2 separate regions of the Phocoena phocoena genome follow, and region 2 is linked to region 1. Evidence: chromatin contacts called from public Hi-C data. All regions are on one chromosome and are shown on one strand. The core of a region is the stretch at or near the end of the contact, and the rest is flanking DNA. Distances in the headings are between cores, read along the strand shown. Region 1 holds the start of SEC24B (SEC24 homolog B, COPII coat complex component). Region 2 holds the start of GAR1 (GAR1 ribonucleoprotein).

Region 1 (3,150 bases), core at 259-2,758:
TAATTTTCTCTAAAGATTCTGAAAATTTACATTTAACAAAATTATTGGCTTTTAAACCTAAGAATTTGGCTTAATGCCTCTTTCACATGCAGGAACTAGTATATTTTAGCTTCTGGATATTGTAATGTAAAAGTATTGCTTGGGTTGCTTACTAGTGTAGCGTATAAAATGGAAAGGAAAAATTAATCAGAATTATGGAAATAAGAATAAAGATAAATTCCAAAAACAAAAGTACAAATCCAACTACTGAAATCCTATTTGTAATTCATTTGGTGCATTAAAGCACCAAGTATCATTAATTCACGGCAGCAACTAAAGGGAAGCTTCGCATTATTCTAGGACTACAACACACTTTATGTTTGGCATAATCATTCAGTAATTAGACATCGCTCCAGAAATAAAACCTTGCAACATCCCATTCGGAATTCGACGCTTTTGAACAATTTCATTTCTAACAAACACAGAATGACTGTGGCATACTCAGGATTCCAAGATGGCAAAATGACTTGCTTGCCAGGGCTTGCTTACCAGTTAACATGCTGGGACAGGCCAGAGATTCAACGATTTCACTAGCGTAGACAAACCACGCTGAGTTCTTGCTTTGGGTGTTACAGCTTCTCTTCTGAACATCAATAGGATGAGCCAACTCTTGGCAAAAATCATGAGGACGATAAAGTTTGCCTTTCAGCTTCCCTTATACTCCATTTCCCCCTTTCCTTTCCCAGGATTTAAGTCAGTGGGAAAAGTTCTCAATTCTTATTGAGATACTGTGTTTATCATAGAGAAATATTTCCTTTTCTTTTGCCCAGGATTATAATTCCCTACGGACAGGGAGCTTGAATGTCTATTTCCTTTAGGATTTAATATTAAGGGGGAAAACACCTCAAGATTAAAAAAAAAAAAAAGCCAAACCCAGGGTTCCTCTTCGGAGGAAGGGTGAGCTGGGTCAGTCCGGCCAGGCGCTGCCTTGGTCTCCGGAGGTCACCCCGCAGCTCTGGAACCCCGTCCCCGCACCGCACCGCCCGGCCCAGGCCCGCCGCGCTCCTGCCTCCGCCCCACGTGGGAGCGGGCCCAGCGCCGTCTATCCTGGTCCACCCCTTTCGCCCCGAGGCGACAGCAGGTTCGCCTGGGCCCGAGGTCGCAGGGCTGGCTGGGAGGCTGCCGCCCCGCGCCCCGCCTCCGGCCTGGGCGCGCCGGGCTCCGCCTGCAGGGGGCGCTGCGGCTCGCACAGTCAGCGCCTGCCGGGAGCGACCCGCGGGGTGGGAGTCCCGCGTCTCGGGGCTCGAGGCGGCGGCGGGGCAGGGCCGGGAGGGGTTCCGGCGCCCGCAGCGGCCGAGCTAGGCTCCAGGGCGGAGCGCGAGCACTCCAGCCACGGTCCCGGGCGACTCCGTCGGTGACGCCGGGCGCGTTCTTTCCTCTTCCTCTCGCCGCTCCGGCTCCGCCTTCCCTTCCCTTCCCTCCGCCCAACTACCCGAAGCGGAGCCGCGGCCGCCGCCCGCAGTGCCGTCATGTCGGCCCCCGCCGGGTCACCTCATCCGGCCGCCAGTTCCCGGATCCCGCCCAAGCTTGGCGGAGCCGCCGCCTCAGGAGCCGCCGCGCCCGCGGGCCCGGGCCCGGGGCCTCACCAGCAGAACGGTGAGGAGGGCGGCCGGGGCGGAGCGCGGGGCCTAGTGCTGGCGGGGCAGCCTGCGCGGCCGAATCGGGCGGGGCGGGAGGGAGGGCGGTGGGAGGGCGGGCGGCTGCCGGGGCGGGGTGGCGGGCGGCACGCGGCGGGGGTCGGCCCCGGGGGGTTTCGGGGGGCTGGGGGGGGAGGGGCGGCCCGGCGTGGGGGCCGGCCCGGGGAATCAGGGAGCAGGGCTGTCTCTGTAGTGTGACCCCGGGCCCGAAACCACGGGGACGAGTAGGGGCCATAGAAAAGGGGGAGACCAGACACCGCGTGAAATCCCTTTTATCCAGCCCGGGCGCAGGGGAGTTTCCACGGGCGACCCCTTCGCCCAGATACCGGGCGAAAAGCCGAGGCCGCAGAGTGCGTGGTCCGTGGAAGGCTGGTGTAGCCATGGAGCTGGGAGGGTTGTGCCCTTCCTGTCTCAGGAAAATTGCTCTGATTTCTGAGGCCCGGCGAGCACGCTGCCTGGAAGGGAACTGAAGTTAGTGCCCAAGTTTGTAGACAAAGGGTGTAAAGATGCAACACAAGTGTAACTGTAACCCTGACCCAGTTCGGCCTCAAGATCTGTCATTGCTGCTGCGGCCGCTACTCGAGCGTTTGGTTTGCTGGTCGTGTTTGAAAGGGAGCAGGTGTCAAACGGATTTAAACGAATACTTTTAGATCTGGGTGTTTCCCCCCCCCCCGCCCCCCCCCCCCCCCCAGCTTCACTTTCAAAAACACAAAAACGTGCCAGAGTTGGCCCTGTTTGAGGCAAGGCCTTCATACCGGCAGCAGCCAATGCACCGTGAAAGCGCTTTCATACTAAGGTCGCGGGCTTTGGGGATGCGCGAGTTTCAGCTGAAAAATGATCGGCTCTAGTATTCCCTCATCTTGAAATTTGGAGTGTTCGTGGCTGGGGCCGGGGGAGAGGGGGCCTCCCTTTATAGACGATAACATTTTAGATGAGAACTCTCGAAAGTGATGGACTGAATACTTAAGAATATGTCTGGTTCTCTGTAAAAGAGAACAAGGTCTGCTGGTACTCTTTAAAAATGGTTGTTGGACTGACCTATTTTATCCAATCTGTGATATGAAAACTTACTAGACTTTATAAACCAGTTCAGCCAGCATCTAAATTTTATAACTGATGCTTTTCAAGCTTGCAGTTTATCGTTTATCCTGAGAACCAGAAGTTGAATTTTTTTCATAAGTCAAACGTGATGGCTTAGCCTTATCCTTTGGATCAGCCATACTTGTCAGTATTACATGCTTTACTTTAACTGGTCATTGTTTACTCTGTGGGTTTTGAATGTGAACAGTGTAGTAGGTTTTGTACTTCTGTCCTGAACATACATGAAGATATTATTTGTGAGCAGGTTTTGTTCTTGTAAACTTGATATAAATTCTTGTTTTTGTTTTGTTTTTAGAATAGCTTTGTGTGTGGAGGAACTAGAACATGATAATTTAGGAAGTGATCCCAAGTCTTTTAGAATATTTTAAATCCA
Region 2 (3,150 bases), core at 247-2,746, 310 kb after region 1:
CATAGATTATACTGGGTGATTTCGGTTAGGAATAACAGAGGAAAGTGTGGTAGTGGCAACAGAAGGCCTGTAACAACAGTACAAGCTTTAGATGGAATGAACAGAAATTGAGCGCTTTAGATAAAAGAGACTGCAACTAAGGTTGGGTGGGGATGGTGACAAAGATGATGGAGAGTGCTCAAAGGCTTGAGTCCAAAGATGCAGAAACCAAGAGTATGATGCTACCATGAGGACAAACAGGTAACTGGAATGATGAATAACTTGGAGAGAGCAAGGAGTGAGACTGGGGCTGGTGGTACAGCAAAGGACTGAGGGCTGTGAGAATCCATCGTTCCACTTTGTCCCTCTAACTAGCTGGAGAAGTTACTTCGCTTCTCTGTCAGTTCCTTACACATAAGATAAAGGGGCACCACGTAATCTTGAAGGTCCCATAAAAGTTCAATGGTTTCATCACACTAAGTTGAGGATAATACTGGGACACCAAATGGAGATAAAACATTGAACGTAAACAGAGTAAAATAGAGCAGGGCAGTTATGAATAATTCTACCTCTGTATGATGTATAGAATTTAAAGTACATTTATCAAATCTGAATAAAAGTTCATTTACCAAAATTTTTTTATCTGTATGACTGATGCTTTTTCAAGAAGCTTACACTTTAGTGTAGAAGACATACTGTGATTCCTAATATTTCCATAGTTAAGTTTACGAAGTTCTTCCAATATGAAAATAACCCTCTAAAAAAGGTACCAATCCCCACCCTCTTTCAAAGAGGCGGTTGACTGCGCTAAATATCAAGGTAAGGTCTCAGAAGATTCGAGTGAAAAGAGACCAACCAAATTTAACAAATAGAAGGTCGCTAGCCTTCTTTGGGAGAGAAGTTTTAGCGGAAGTTGAAGTCAAATATCAAGGACTTAAAGACAGAAGATGAGAGGGGCTTGTGGTATAGACAGTGTCCTGCGGGGCTGAAAACGTACTTGACAAAGGAATAAACTATCTGGTACAAAAGACAAAAACATGGTCTGGCTTTCTGTCAGGTAACAGTTTCTTTAAAAGGACACAGACACCCACACACACACACACACACGCACACACACTTTTTTTTCTTCCTTTCGTGAAACCATAGTACAAAACGACGGGCACAGTACTGCCCACAATCTCGCGTACTTCGAAAGATCCGGAAGAAACAAGCGATTCGAAAGAACGCAGACAAGCCCTTCCACCAAGTTCCGACGCGGCCAGATCCACCTCCCGGCAGAGCGCGGCTCAAACGTCCTCAGAGCCACCGGCAGCACAGTTGCTGGAGCCGCAACCAACTGACGAGCGAGGGGACTGCAGCGTAGCCTGAGAGGACAGGGTGCACTGCCACTCAGCTGCCACCAGGTACAAGCCGATCCGCTGGGACAGGCGCGGTCCCTGACGCCAGCCATCGCCAAGGGCAACACCGCGGGGCGGCACTTCCTGCAACGTCACGCTGCAAAGGACGCCGCTATTGTACGTCACTTCCTCCGCTCTCCGTAGACAACTGCACCTAACTGTCGTAAAGTAGCGGTTGACGTTAGATATTATTGATACCCTTCCATCGCTGAAGGCGTTTTCGGGCAGGTGACAGCGTCCCTGATTCCGCGGGTGACTGGCTGGCTTTCTGAACCAGTTATTCGAGTTTCTATTTGGTTCCCTCCCCACCTCCGTTTTGTGTCGGTACGGTGGCCGAAGAGGCTCGTGTGCGGCGGAAGTACCGGGCGGGAGGGTGTGAGCCTCCGGGCCTGAGGTGCACGTGGCGCCGGTGAGTGGCGGGAGGGGCAGAGCGGTCTGAAGATGCTGGAGGTGGAACCTAGCGGAGGGAGGGGGGGAATGCGTCTGAAGACCTTGCTGCCAGCTGGGGGAGGAAGTACTCACCAGGGGTGACGGGGCTGGTGAGTGGATAGTCAGCGCTCACAGGGCTATGGGGAGGGGACGCTCACTCTTCGGGCTCGTCGCTGGCCGCCTTGGGTGAGGTGGCAGGGTTGCTATTATTATTGTTGTCTACTTCTATGGTTTCTGACTGAGGCTCAGAGGGGTTCGGTGGTGCCCCCAGAGGCCACAGTGACTGAAAGGCACGCCCTGCTTTTCTAACCAGGTGGGAGCGAGCATGTCTTTTCGTGGGGGAGGTCGCGGAGGATTTAGTCGAGGTGGCGGCTTCGGTCGCGGCGGCAGCAGCAACCACCACTTCCGAGGTGGAGGCGGCGGCAATTTCAGAGGCGGCGGCGGCGGCAGAGGAGGATTTGGACGAGGGGGCGGCCGCGGAGGTTTTAACAGAGGCCAGGACCACGGACCTCCAGAGCAAGTAGTTTGTAAGTAGGCTTCAAAGCTTGGCCCACCGGGTGGCGAGGGTGGAGTGGGGTCGGGGGCCGGAGGTTGTGGGTTTGTGTTATTAGTAAGTTTGACTGGGAGTCAGGTGCTGAAAGATAGATCCAGCAGCTCTCTCTCCTACGGAGGTTGCTACTTGATCGGGGAGTCAAGCCTCTGGAGAGGCTGTAAAGTGACGTATAATCGTGCTGTAGAAGTAAGGGGGAGATAAGAAAGCTGAAGGACAGTTAGAATGCATCGTGGAGATGGAATTTGGGTTTGGGCTGAAAGGGAGATACAACTACGTAATATTGTGCGTTTACCCCTACTGTCCCTATTTTACAGATAAGAAAACTGATTCAGCGTTAAGTTTCTTTTTTCGGGTCATAGTGAGAAGTGATCAGTAAGTGATGTATTTGAGATACAAAGCCAGGTTTCCTGACCCCAAAGCCCATGCTTTTAATTGCTACTCATAACTAAGTGAAGTGAGTAAAAAAAACTTGCTCAGAAGGGAAACTACTGGGGGGAGTCAAGAAAAAGACCTAATTAGAGGAGTTTTGGAGTAATTATCAAAAAGGTAGGATGGAAGTCATGGAAAGTGAGACAGATTTGATGGTAGAAGCCTACATCAAAGAAGAGAAAGGATGAACAGAGTCTAATATAAAGAGTAGGGTGGATCAGTATGCAAAATGGTTTGAAGAGGTCAACGTCTAGAGTCAAAGGTCCTCGCCCCATAGCGGTCCATGCATGACACATCAGAGCATGGTGAAAGTGAGGGAAAAAAGAAGAGTTCGATGGGAGAGATATTTCAGTGGAAACAGAC

What was found. A called contact is a pair of places that touch in the nucleus more often than the background predicts.
Region 2: a contact with region 1 is called in a Hi-C map of kidney, with 7 times the contacts expected there. The contact joins the promoter of GAR1 here to the promoter of SEC24B in region 1. A contact is called at or near these places in 2 of 2 Hi-C or Micro-C datasets (kidney and lung).

Annotation. Positions count from the first base shown.
Region 1 is chr5:109,120,123-109,123,272 of mPhoPho1.1, forward strand. SEC24B (SEC24 homolog B, COPII coat complex component) reads left to right here and starts at 1,509. Exons shown (of 23, transcript XM_065877347.1): 1 at 1,509-1,635. The coding sequence starts at 1,509.
Region 2 is chr5:109,427,037-109,430,186 of mPhoPho1.1, forward strand. GAR1 (GAR1 ribonucleoprotein) reads left to right here and starts at 1,497. Exons shown (of 7, transcript XM_065878101.1): 1 at 1,497-1,785; 2 at 2,119-2,332. The coding sequence starts at 2,131.